Regions from separate parts of the Mus musculus genome. Here region 2 is linked to region 1. The links are chromatin contacts, called in public Hi-C maps. All regions are on one chromosome and are shown on one strand. The core of a region is the stretch at or near the end of the contact, and the rest is flanking DNA. Distances in the headings are between cores, read along the strand shown.

Region 1 (6,579 bases), core at 1,706-4,205:
TATCCTTCCTCCCTCTGTCCCAAAGTCCAGGGATTCTCATGTATGCTGGCCATCTACTCCTGAATGTAGAGCTCTCCACTGGAGCATGAGCAACCTATCATGAGCCACACCCTTAAGGGAAATGGATTTTCTTTCTCCCAGAAACCATCAACGTCCATAACTCCTTGCATAGGATCTGTGGCTCATGAATCCCTTCCCACTTCATACCCGGATGATGACTGCTTTGATCGTGTGAGGATCTTGTGCTAGAAAACATAGCTGCTGTGACCTCATGATCACAACAGGCCTGTCATGTCCGGAAGGTCACTGTCATGTCCAGAAGGTCACTCCAGCCTTCCCAGAACTTTGACACTTTCACTCTTTCTACCCCTTTTGTGATGGTCCCTGAGCCTTAGGGAGGGTGTGACATGTATGTTCTATTTATGGATGAGCAATACACTGGCAGTTATTCTTTGCACTTTGACCAGTTATGAGTTTCTGCAATAGCCACTACACACTGCACATAGAAATTTCTCTGATGGGGGTCTGAGAGCTGCGGTAATCTATGGGTTTTAGAGGCTGTTTGATGCTATGACCATTTAGCAAAATAACAGTAGTAGCTTCATCACTTTGACCTGTAAACTCCCAGCCATGGGTTCTTGGTCAGGTTTACATTACCAGGCATGTGTTTGCACCTGTGGAACAGGTCCTGAATCCAATTGCCAATTGGTTACCACCATATCATTCATTCCACCATTGCATTCCTGGAAGTGTCTTTCCCTAGTGGTCATATTGCAGTTCACATGGCCTTACCACTGGGTAATAATACTGATGACTTTCTCTGTAACAGCCTGCATAAGGTTTGCCAGTAATATAAAGCTAGCCAGCCAGGAAAATGCTTCCTGATCAGTACCATCTCAATGTCTCTCTATGATGCGACATATATGCATGGTATCATCTGCAGTAGGGTCTTACCACCAAGTTCTGGTGAGGAATTGGGAACAATGGCAATAGCCTGTACTATTTGGAGGGTCTCCAGGACACCTCTGACCAACAACTCAAGGACTGGTAACCTATACTTGCACTGAACTTTTATGTTCATTACAGAAACCATAGACTGCCAAACAGATATGTCATTTTATTTTTGTAGTTCCGGGGACTGGATATCCAGGATCAAAGCCTTAGTAAAGTATCCAGACAAGAGGCTACTTTTTGGCTCCTAGATGAACATCTTGCTGTATCCTAACAGGGCAGGCAAAGTGGGAAAACCTCCTAGGTATCGTATATAAGGTGACTAATTTCATTCTAAGGGTTCTGTCCATACGATCTAGTTGTCTCTAAACATCCTCATCTTGAGGGTTAAGGTTTCTCCCGGGGATTTCAGGAGAGCTGAAGCAGTCATGGCATGGTAACACTCTGGCCCTAACTATCCACCCCCAGGCTGCCTGCTAACAACACTGCTGTGCACGCTCAGATGGGTGAGTGTATTTGAGTTACAGATGTGGGAAGCTGATGTCTTCGGCTACAGTAGCATGATGCTGAAAGAAAAAAAAAAACAAAGCCCTCAGGGAGTTAGAATTAGACCTTTGCTGTTCAGCAAACTGGGTACCTATCACAAACCATGGGAATCCCAATCCGTCTCCCACCCAACCTTCAAATATGAATCTACTACTTACTGCTTACGGCGCTACTTACTCCATTCTGTTTTCCTGTTCAGAAAAAGGGAAGTGAGCTCCAAACCTAATTAAGATAGTGTTTAAGCCTTGGAACTAAACTCATTCACAAACCAATTGCACTGGGGCTCTGAGCCTTGTCTGGCCACCCCACGTTGTACGTGTGGTTCAAATTATGATCACTTATCATTAATTCTCTAGTTTAAGGACTGGAGAAGGCTTTTAAGAGTTGACTCCGCCGCTCCCCACGCTCGGTCGGATCACAAGGCTCCAGGCAGTTTGCAGTCAGCGCAGAGGCTCCATCCAGACTGAAGCATGTCTCAGAACACGCTCCTCTATAATTAACAGCTGCAGGCGCTTAGAATGTTCTGTCTGTGTGGCATCATCTGCCCTGTTCCTTGGCTGTCGGAGCTAGAAAGCTGGAGGATCCAGAGCCTCCTTTGAGTTCCCTATTCTCTGCCTTCCCCTCATTAGGGTTTGGACGTAGTGTATCTACACTTACTCGCCACGTCCCTCCTAACTGTGTAGCTGAGAAGACCCAGAACCTTCTGAGCCTCACCTGTCCCATCTGTATCGCACTGTATCTCCAACCTGCTTCGCATGGCAGTTCCTTGGAATCCAACCCTTACTTTAAGACTTATACTCAGAGTCAATCCTACTGGGTATTATTGAAACACAGTTATTGCAGAGGTCACAGATTACCGAGTCTATGCGCTGAATCAGGGGTTTTCCCTCAGGGACATTTCTACCCGCCTAGGGATAACGGGAAACCTCTGGGCAGTTTGGGTTATCAGGGCTTCAGGAAGAGAGTCCACCTAAGTACCTGAAATACCCAGGACAGCATCCTACCCAATCCAGGAATTACTTAGCTTTTGATAGCTGGGGCTCAGAGGTCCTGACCTAAGGAAACTAACCCAGATGTACATGCAGGTATTTTTGATGCAATGTGATAACAGTTTGAGAACTGGTGCATACAGAGGGCGGAGACTCTGTGGTTCTCAGTGAGGGGTCATCTCCCCTGTCCTTCGATCGATGCTGTACTGCAATATCTGAGGAAGAAGTCATTGGCACTCACAATTTTGTTTTGTGAGAGCAGTGTTATCCCATGCATACAGATCTGTCTAGTGATCCTGCAAGACCCAGTTCTCAGTTCCGATGCTTCCCCATCAACATCCACACCTAGATGAAAGGCTCCAGGTTAAAGGGACTCCAGGGTAGGAGCCCAGCCGGCTAGGGGAAGAGGCATCCCTCAACCATGAAAATTCCTTTGCGTTTGCCTTCGCTGCTGAGATCTGCTGGGGAAGTTATGAATGAGTCACTATGAATCATTGGGGAATGCCCTCCCCGGAGCGACTGTGCTGGAGAATCCACACAGAAATCTGTCGTGTCTTTTCCTGCCTCTCTCCCCAAAGACTGCAAATAAAGCCAGAAGTCGTTAACGTGACTAGAGCTATAACTTTATACTGTTAAAGTAAGAAAAGTAAAGAATGCTAAAAGCAGCCAAATAGGGTGGATTCTTGCTCAGATTCAAGAAGGGCAGAGTACAGTGAAGACTCAAGACATTGTGCTGTGTGGGCATGAGGCTCATTCAGAGCCAGCTGCTCTCCAAGCGTGTCATCCTCTGCCCCCAGCGAGGTGAAGGCAGAGTGGAAAGATCACATGGCCTTTGATTCACAAAACCAGAATTATCACACCACTGGCTTTCCTTGGCTTAGTGGTCTGCAAAGGGAGTTTTGGTGGTAACTCCCACCACTGTTTCGGGATACAGTAAGTTAAGGCCATGAAAGCTAAGCAACCATTCAGAATTAACATTAGGTGTCAGGGCATGAGAGCATCAGTGTGTCTTTCCTGTAAACAGGGCATCCTGCAGTATTTACAGCTGAAATGATGTCTGGGATGGGCACCAATATTCCACAGGATAAGAGGAGCAGGGGAAAGTGATAGGACAGTGAGCACCCATTGATGTTGGCTATGGATAGGGATGGGTATCTAGACATTCACTATGTAGTCTGTGCTGATTAGGGTTAGGGTCCCTCCCAGTCTGCCCACACATGGAGCTCTGCTCTCTGAGAACTCACCTCCCTACTCAGAGAGGGCCAACACAGAAATCTGGGAGTTAGGCATCCAACACTTCTAAACCATTTTCTGGGAACTGGCTAAGAACTGTGGAAAGGAACAAGCAAGCTGGGGGACTACTGAGGTGAAAGATGAGCTTAAGGCAGGGGGCCATTGCAATCAGTGTGTTAGACTGAGCGGGACCTGGAGGACCTGGTATTCATAGAGATGGAAGAGAGAAAAACAGCCCAACCCTAATGCTCTTGTCTGTCCCAGGCCCTTTGCCCCATCCCTGGGGTGTGAGACATAGGTGGAGTAGCTCTGATCTTGGGGCATCTCCCAGTCTTCTGGGCTACAGAAGAGGGAACACAGAGTCCTCTCAGTTGGAAGGGATTCAGAGGACAGGGCGGAGGACTTTGGAACTGGCGAAGTAAAGGCACTTACACACCCCCTTTAGCCTTTAACAAAACACAAGTCAGAGGCAGAGTGTGGCAGTAAAGTGCTGTACATCTCTGTAGCTCAGAAAAATGCCCCGTGGTGTGAGGTTACACAGGCTAAATGGCGGCTCCAAGTAGCCATCCTGATGGAAGTGTCTAGGGTGGCGTTGAGGGTCGCTGTGACTATTCCTTGGCTGCCTATGGGTTCTGTTTTGGCCCTAATGTTTCAGTTGTGAGTTCTGAGAATCTGTCACTTTTCCCATCTGGCTTCAGAAGCCGAGCCTGTACCGGTGCCTCTTTCCTGGCATATGAATGTATCTCGGGTGTGATTTGGGGACTGAGTGTGATGCACTTTGACCCCTCCTACTGAGTAACATGCTTGGGAACCAGGAGGCTCTTTCTTTTTTTTTCAACTGCCAGGGTAAGTTAGGGACACAAGCCAGCTCTTACTTACGACAGCCGCTCTTCCCCCCCCCCCCGCACCCCCCCCCCGCCCCTGTACAAATTGGCTGAGCCAGAGGGCAGGGCAAGTACTCCTCAGTTTTCTTCCTGAATTCTGATAGCTTTTCAGTTCACTGGTAAGCTTCAAAAGGTTTTAGAATAGTGCAAAATAAAAGTGTTTTGAGAGAAACGAGGAACACCAATCCTAAATAGTATAGCCACCTCTATTAGGTGTTAGTCAGTAGCTTGTCTTGATGCTATGACAAAATGCCCTAACCAAAGCAGCTTAAGGAAGAAGGGGTTCCTGCTGCTCGTAGTTAGAAGGTCCAGTTCATCACTGCAGGGAAGGCATGATAGTGGGAACATGGGGCAACTTGCTACACAGTGCTCACAGACCAGAAGCAGAACACCATGGCCGCTGGTCCTCAGCTCATTTCCTCCTTTTTAGCTGGTCCAGGACTCCAGCCAATGAGATAGTGCTGCTCATAGGGTGGATCTTGTCAATTCAATTAACTCAATCTGGAAACTTCTCCACAGACAGACTTGCCCAGAGGCAGGAGCCCACGGTGATTCTAGGTTCTATCAGGTTGATAGTAGATGTTATCCAACACAAGGATGGTTTGTTTTGTCTTGGTCTTTGTTGTTCCTTCACTAGATTTTCAATTATATTCTTAGAAGGTGATTTATCATTGTTTACTCCAGCTTGGTTAACAATAACTTTTTTGTGCCTCTGTACTGGATATAAGTAAATGGAAGACCTGAGAGTGAAACCAGTGAGGATGATGGCCTCCAAATTTCAGCATTGGATGGGTGGATGAGATGGGTGGATGGACTACAAAAGGGTGGATAGACAGACGGACAGACAGACAATAGATAGATAGATAGATAGATAGATAGATAGATAGATAGATAGATGATAAATATTGATACGTAAAAAGATATGTGGATATAGAAATATAGATAGATACAGATATAGATGATGCAGTATAGATTGAGCGTGTCACAAGTTACCATAGTAACTTGGAGCAATAGAAATTCATTATCTCATGTGTCTAAAGACCAGAAGAAACCTAAAGTCATGGCAACAGGACCCATTCCCTCCAAGGGAGAACTTTCTATACACATTGGATTTAGATAAGTTCAGGCATTCTTGATTTGTGGATGCTTCCAGAATGTCTCTTTTTCTCCTTCTGTCTCTTCTTTGATTCTATATGAAGGATTCTTGGATCCTAGGGCTGAATGGGTTAACCCATGATAATCTGACCTTCAGATTCCTAACATGATTATACATGAAAAGATATCAGCTCCTTCAGCTGTATCCATTCATTCAACTCCTTCTCCCCACCCCCTGCTTGGGAGCCTCAGCTTCAAGGATTCCTGTATGAAACTCAAGCTTTGAAGGGGAGGTTTGGGAGGCTTCGAATTGAAGTCCTAGGCTAGGAAATGGGCCAGGGCAAGTGAGAGTGGTGAGCTTGGGTACGACAGTATGGCATTTATGTCTAAGAAAAATAAAATGTTGTCTGTGCCACTCTATGTGTGTGAGAGAGGTTGAAATAAGATCAACAAACCTAGAACATAATCAAGGCTCTTTGTTCCAGGTTTAACTGAATGTCTGGGAACCAAGTCACCCCTGGCTGAGAGCCATTGCTCTAGACTTTAAGAATTTCATTGTAGGCAACCTGTTGAACACCAAAGCTTTCTAGCCATTCTTCTTCTTAAAATCAAAAATAACAAGAGGCTGTGATTGCTGCCTGCCTGGACTTTGAGATGGGAGGCACCCACAAACCCACAGAGTCCTGTATGAGAGCCAGACAGTTTTGTACAACCAGCTCCCCGCTTCCTGTCTCCAAGCAGAGTCTGACGTGGTTTTTTAACGTAAGGAGGCTTGTATGGGAATTCCCACTCCTGTTATGTTCCCAGGTGGGCCCTGGAGACACCTGCCCACTGTCAAGGGAACATTGTGTGGTCCAAAGGTCTGCCAGGTGTCCTGTGCA
Region 2 (6,579 bases), core at 2,383-4,882, 460 kb before region 1:
ATATAATAATATAACATAATATAAAATTTAATGTATGGTTCAGTGAGACAAAGGGATGTGTACCAGACCTGTTGAGACTGAGTTCAGGAGCTGCCTCCCACTGCCTCCCTGAGATGGACCAGTCTCTACCCAGCCACTGCAGCTGCCCTGAGGATGATGGTCTTAGAGAAACATGAACTGAAGCAGGTGTTCTCTAAGTAATGAATCAAGAGGTCAGTGCTCACATCTGAAAGATTCCCTGTACCTGAGAGGGTGGGAAATTACATATCAAATAAAAAATACGTGTAGAGTTTGTGATAAAGCTGACAAAAGAAAGAGAGGGCAATGTGGTTCTCTTCTTGAACAAAGGGCTTCAGATGTTTGGGTTTTGTTTTTGTTTTCCCAGTGGTCTCAGCCTTTGTATGTACAAGGGCTCAGAGTGACATTTGACATGTCCCTGCAGCCATGGCAGGCACAGCTGAAGGTGGAGATTACGGTCTGCTTTTACTTCTTGCCTCTGGCATTTATTATGACACATTCACTGTCTCCCAGATAGTGGAAAGCCAGTGATTCGTCAGAGAATGGATATTGCTGTGTATAAACAAAATAACTAGAAACAGCTCCATGAGGTTCGACTGAATATATCATTTTCAGATTATGCCTTTGAAATCTTTTGATTGCCTGGCTTTGTACCTCTCTTATCTCTTATCCATCAGTAGATGATAGGTGAGGTTTCACATCGTATATTTAACTGTGGCTCCCTTTACATTGAGTATCAATGCTTAGGAGCCAATATTACACATTGTAGTGGGTTAAAATTTTTATTAATTTTTTTCCATTTTTCCTGAAAGATTGTCTGCAGTCGGCCTCTGTCCCTCATTGTTCTAATTAGCCCTAACTGTCAGCTTGGTACAGCCTAGGGTCAACTGAGAGGAAAGTCGAAACCGAGGACTTACCTGGATCGGACTGGCCTGTGAGGATTATCTTTATTATTAATTGAAACAAGAGAGCCCAGATCACTGTGGGCAGCATCATCACTACGCAGGTGGTCCTAAGTTTTACAAGAATGCTAGCTAAGCATAGGCCTCTGAGCATGCCAGAGAGCAACCCAGCCAGCTGTGCTTCCTCTGGGAATCCTATCTCCAGGTTCCTATCATGAGCCCTGATTTTTCTTCAACACTGGATCTTGACCTGGAAGTATAATGGAATAAACCAGTTCCTCCACACCTTTTTGTTTTTTTTAATTTTGTTTTTCGAGACAGGGTTTCTCTGTGTAGCCCTGGCTGTCCTGGAACTCACTCTGTAGACCAGACTGGCCTCGAACTCAGAAATCTGCCTGCCTCTGCCTCCCAAGTGCTAGGATTAAAGGTGTGTGCCACCAAGCCCGGCTCCTCCACAACCTTTGTAATCAGAGTTTTATCACAGAAATGAGAGGAAGTTATGCACACTTGCATATTCACATGCAAACACTCCCCACCCCCAACACACACAGTCACACATACACATTCAGCACACAGGGCAGAACTTTCTTTGTTTTGTTTATACTTTAGAGTTGGCTAATAGTTAAAAATGCTTTAATCAAGAGTATATAATCAGTGGTAATTTGTATTTTAATAAATGAAATCAGAAATCCATCTTCAAGGGGAAACTATTGTAAGTCTTTGACTATCTTTAGAACATTTGCTGATTGGGGTGAAATGATGTTAAAATGTTTTTTTTTTTAATTGATGAGATGAATGACTGTGTGAAATTGCCTAGAAATAATTACACAGAAGCAGCTTCCATTGCATCTGTGGGTCACAAGGGTGCCCACCAGCCTGCATCTGCTTAGGATGCAGGAGTGTTGTCTTAGGTAAAAGGACCAATTATATTCTGTGCCCACAACCCCCTCTCACTTAAGATGGATTTCTTGTTTCGGCTTGATTTTTTTTATATTATAGTATTAAAATATAGTCTGCAACATCATTTCCTGACCTAATGAATACACACAGTTACACACAGAGAGATACACACACACATCTCACACACTCCACAAAAACAGCACATACACACACAAACATGGGATAGGTGTTTTGTTTTCTGCTGAGTCTTAACTTATCTTGTATATTTTCAATTCAATTCAATTCAATTCAATTCAATTCAATTCAATTCTACTATATCTTTCTTTTATAAGTTGCTGGCCAAACATCCCAACTTTATTTTATAGCACACTGATTATCTATAAACTCTAATCTGAAAAATTATAAAATAGAAGTATATTAGTCTAGTTGTCATTACTTATATACCCAAGGCTAATGTTATGAGAAAGAGGTTTACTAGCTTTCAGTCTGGGAGGCTGAAAGTGTAGCATGGTATATTGTGGGTTATATGGCCAAGCTTGCCCTTGGTAGAACTTTATAGTGCAGCACTTGAAGGAGGGAATGGCCATATGTAAGTTAGTGAGTTAAAGAAAGAACCTCTTTTATACCTATTATAAGATGAGATTTAGCAAATGGTTGCTTGAACTTAAAAACTCTCTCATCCTTAGTGATCTAATGGCGTTTAACTGGGCTCCACCTATTCCAGGTTCTACCATCTCCTAATAGGGTCACCATGGGAATCAAGCCTCCTGCCACAAAGGTTCTTGGCTGGGAGGACACAAACCATGGCAAGAAGACAACCAGCAACCTGGCCCTGAAATATTGTTATATTCTGTGGCTTTTTTTCTGTGGCTGAATAAAGATCCCAAAGCACAAACAATGGGCAACTCATTGAATTACAGAGCCATGGAGCAATGCTGTGGTTCAGTGTGTTAATAGTGTTTGTCTGCACCAGAATTGGGTCAGGGTCTTGTTTTCATTGTATCATAAAAGCAGAGAGTGAGGAGATGAAAGGAGCCTCCAGTGAATCACACCTCAGGATAGTTATAACTGCCATAGAGGACCTAATTATGTAAAACCTCATTGATATAGGTCAGCTTGTAAAGTGTTTGGTGTTTTAAGATGAAACACTATGAAGGTGTGTGGTAGGTTGAGTGGTTTACACTGCAATTTAGATCTACCCCAAATGTATGAGTATGACTGTTTGAAGAAAGAATCTTTACTGATGGGATTGAAAGAAAGGTCTTGAGGTAAGAGTCAACTCAACATATTTGGATAGGCCTCAAATTCAACGATCAGTGTCCTTGTCGGAAGAGCAGAGGGAAGGTTTGTAGTGTAAGAGAAGGCCACAGGAAAAGGGAGGTAGAGGTCAAAGTGTCCAAGCCACAAGCCAACCAACACCCAGGCCCACCAGACAGAGGAGAGGCAAGGCATGCATTTTTCTTTATAGTCTTCTGGTTTCTGTTCTCTAGAGTTTGGAGATAATAAATGCCTGTGGTTTAAAACTGGTATGTTCTTGGTGGTTTGTTATGGGCCCCAGGAATTGAGTGCAGGCATGATGCCGACAAAGACCTCAGAGTTCTTTATAATCAAGTGCTCAATCCCCAAGGCTATGATCTCACTCTGAACAAATGACTGAAAAACTATTGTAATTTTTCCAGTTTGTCTTGAGTTGGCTTTCAGGAAATAACAATCTTGCTTGGTTCAAAATATTTTGAAGCCTCACTCACCATCCCTGATGGCACCCAGCACTCAGCATTCCCCATGGCAACAGGCTGATTATGAACATGGAGACCTGATAACTTCATACAACTGGGAGGAAAGGGCTTTTAAAGGAAGGAATGAGCAGATGGGTGCGACCAGAGGAGTGGCTCTAAAAGGCTTTATTTTACTAAAGGTAACCATGGTTTAGACGCTAATGGAAGACTAAATATTGGGCTAGGAGGGAAAGGGGAGTCAGCTGCCTCGGGGTTTAGGGTTTGAGACAACATCCTCTTTCAGGTAACATGCAAAATAAGAGGAAAAAAAGCAGCATCAAAATTTCATATTTACTCCAGAAAATCAAATTTAGTCTGAAAATCAGAGACACTCACATAGCTCTTGTAAATGTTTGGGAATCAGCTTGTGTACACATCTAACTTGTGTGTGTTAAAAAACTTCTGAGCAATTGTTATCCTCCCACAGACAGTTAATGGCAAATGTCTTTGTTTTAGCTTCAAAGATAATGCAGCACAGGTGTATATTCCAAAGCCAAATGATAATAGAAAAAAAATGGGTCACTGTATTTATTTTCAACAGTTCCAGTAACAGGATAATTTGATCATTTCTAATGAATCATTAAATCAGAAAGGTTGCAAAATAGCATGCAAATTGTATATGCAAATTACCTTTGATAACACCAACACTCAGTTGCCTCTGGAATCTAATAACATGAATGTTTTTGGTTTGCCTGGAAGCATTTATTTATAAGAACCAACATGAAAATGGCATTTGCATAAAACTTAAGTGCCTTGTGAGACAGTCTCCAGGTGACCTTGTTACCTTCTGTGGCCACTTCCACAGAGCTTTGCTTATGAAACAGTTCTATTCAGTTAGAGTTCCAACTTTTCCTTTTACATATTTGTTTCTGTTTTAAATATTTATTTATTTATTTATTTATTTATTTATTTATGTATATGTCCAAGCTATTTGCATGTATACCTTCATGACAGAAGACAGTATCAGACAGAAGAGGCCATCAGATCCCATTACAGGTGGTTATAAGCCACCATGTGGCTGCTGGGAATTGAACTGGTCTCAGAACTTCTGGAAGAATAGCCACTGATCCATCTCTTCAGGCCCCTTTTAAATAAACACACACACACACTTAAATGCACAAATCTATTTTTAGGGCTTAAGATGGATCTGAGTAAGTGAATCTATTTAGTAAGGGAAGAGGAATGCAAGACAGAGTGAGCTTGGGGTGTGGGTGTATGGGGTGTGGAGCACCCTTTCAGAGGAAAAGAGGAGGGAGGATGGCATGAAGAACTCTTGGAGGGGGGACTTGGAAGTGGGGAATATTTGTAATTCAAATAAATAAAACAATAAATAAAAGGAAGGGCACTTTCAAAAACAAAACAAAACAAAACAAAACCCAACAACAACAACAAAGAACTTAGGCAAAACTTGGGACCAGATTCAGACTGACCAGTCATCGAATCAATCGCTGTGAGAACCAGTGGAGGGATGTTGAACGGAGCAGTCCTTCCCTGTTGTGTAGGATTTTAGGGGAAAGAGACTGTCTACAGAGGAAGGGGCAGTTGTACATTCATTTGCTGTTCTTTCAGAGGACCCAGGATTAATTCTCAGAATTCCCGTGGTGTAGCTCCAGTTCCAGGGAATCTGATGCCCTCTTCTGACCTTTGTGGGCACTAAGCACTCATTTGGTACGCATATATACATGCAGGCAAAATACTCATATCTATAAAATAAAAAAATTACAAAATAGAAAAATAGTCAAGTGTACATGCTGTCATTCCAATATGATACCAACTACTAGACATGTACAAGGATACACTTAGACAACTGAAAAAAAGCATAAAGAAAGTCCACCCAGCCAGCCACCGGTGTGTGCATTGCTATATTTCTAGAAGATGGAATTACTAGGAAGATAGAAGCAAAGTAAAAATTTATACACAGATGTTGTTTCGTACTTGCCCAGACATTCATTTTTTTATTTGTATATATAAAAATTATATATGTTTTGGTGATACCGGTTCGCTAAAAAAGATGAATGTTTAGAGTTAGGCTAATCCACTGGGGTAGAAGAGTTCCTGACAGTTTTACAACAATGGCTGCTATGAGATACTGGATTCCTTTAGTAGCATAAACAAACAGCTATGCAGAAGAGCTAAACAGAGAGCAGAAACCACAGTTCTTAGGCAGGGTTGAAGGGACTGTCAAATGTTCTCCTTTCTTATGGTACATCAGCTAACCTCACCCCACCCCAAGGGATCGCTTGTCTCCTTTGGTCTTTTTGTTTTCAATCCTGAATTGCATGCCAGCTCTAGCTAATTTATCCAAGGAAGTTCAATTTGGGAGATTTTTAAAAAACTTTGTCTCTTGATAAATAATTCCTTCATTGAAATACTCCTCCCACTCACAAGAAACAAAATATACTCAACTACAAAACTATTTAAATGCTATTACTCATAGATATTATTTCATTCAATGCAATAACTTATCTAGCAGTGTTCTCAATTTCAGAATAGCTAAATTCTGTTGTGTTTTTGCTGTGCAATTTTCTCATCCGTAAGGTCAGAATATTTCAAAATTGTACCTTGCCTCAACCACGAGCTCTTGGCAACACCATACCATAGTATGTGAGAAAAACATTTCTAAGTGGTCCACACATTTATCCATGTGAAGTCTCATTCTAAAACTGAGCCTCTAAGGGAGTGTCTATAGAAGTTAGACACATATCTAAATGAAGTTTGAGGATTTGGAACTTCAGGGAATTAAAGATGGGTGGACTGACCAGTGAGTGGAACACAACTTCTGTTCCATTCCAATTGCGCAGGACCTGAGACTGCATTAGGGAAGCACCTTGGGCACGGAGTCGGTGGACCCCCCCCCCCCAGGTCCCTAGAGGACTCTCCACACAATCTTACGACCACAGGTGAGTGGAACACATCTTCTGTTCCAATCCAATCATGCGGGACCAGCATTAGAGAAGCAAAAAAACTGGCCAGACCAGGGTCAC

What was found. A called contact is a pair of places that touch in the nucleus more often than the background predicts.
Region 2: a Hi-C map of adipose-derived mesenchymal stem cells shows a contact between it and region 1, with 2.1 times the contacts expected there. The contact joins two enhancer-like sites. A contact is called at or near these places in 5 of 484 Hi-C or Micro-C datasets (CD4 T cells, adipose-derived mesenchymal stem cells, bone marrow-derived macrophages and 2 more) and 3 of 115 datasets of contacts at active chromatin or transcription factors (cardiomyocytes, fibro-adipogenic progenitors and kidney).

What each region holds. Positions count from the first base shown.
Region 1 is chr7:74,373,252-74,379,830 of GRCm38.p6, reverse strand. All of the region lies in intron 2 of Slco3a1 (solute carrier organic anion transporter family, member 3a1), which reads left to right. Among named protein-coding and RNA genes, the nearest start is that of Slco3a1, 180 kb to the left of the region's middle. Within about 2 kb of position 2,955, at least 80 of the 459 cell types and tissues checked have an H3K27ac peak or open chromatin away from gene starts, as enhancers often do. A contact at or near this core is called in adipose-derived mesenchymal stem cells, where this site is marked.
Region 2 is chr7:74,834,659-74,841,237 of GRCm38.p6, reverse strand. All of the region lies in intron 2 of 0610006L08Rik (a long non-coding RNA gene), which reads left to right. Among named protein-coding and RNA genes, the nearest start is that of 0610006L08Rik, 16 kb to the left of the region's middle. Within about 2 kb of position 3,632, at least 7 of the 459 cell types and tissues checked have an H3K27ac peak or open chromatin away from gene starts, as enhancers often do. A contact at or near this core is called in adipose-derived mesenchymal stem cells, where this site is marked.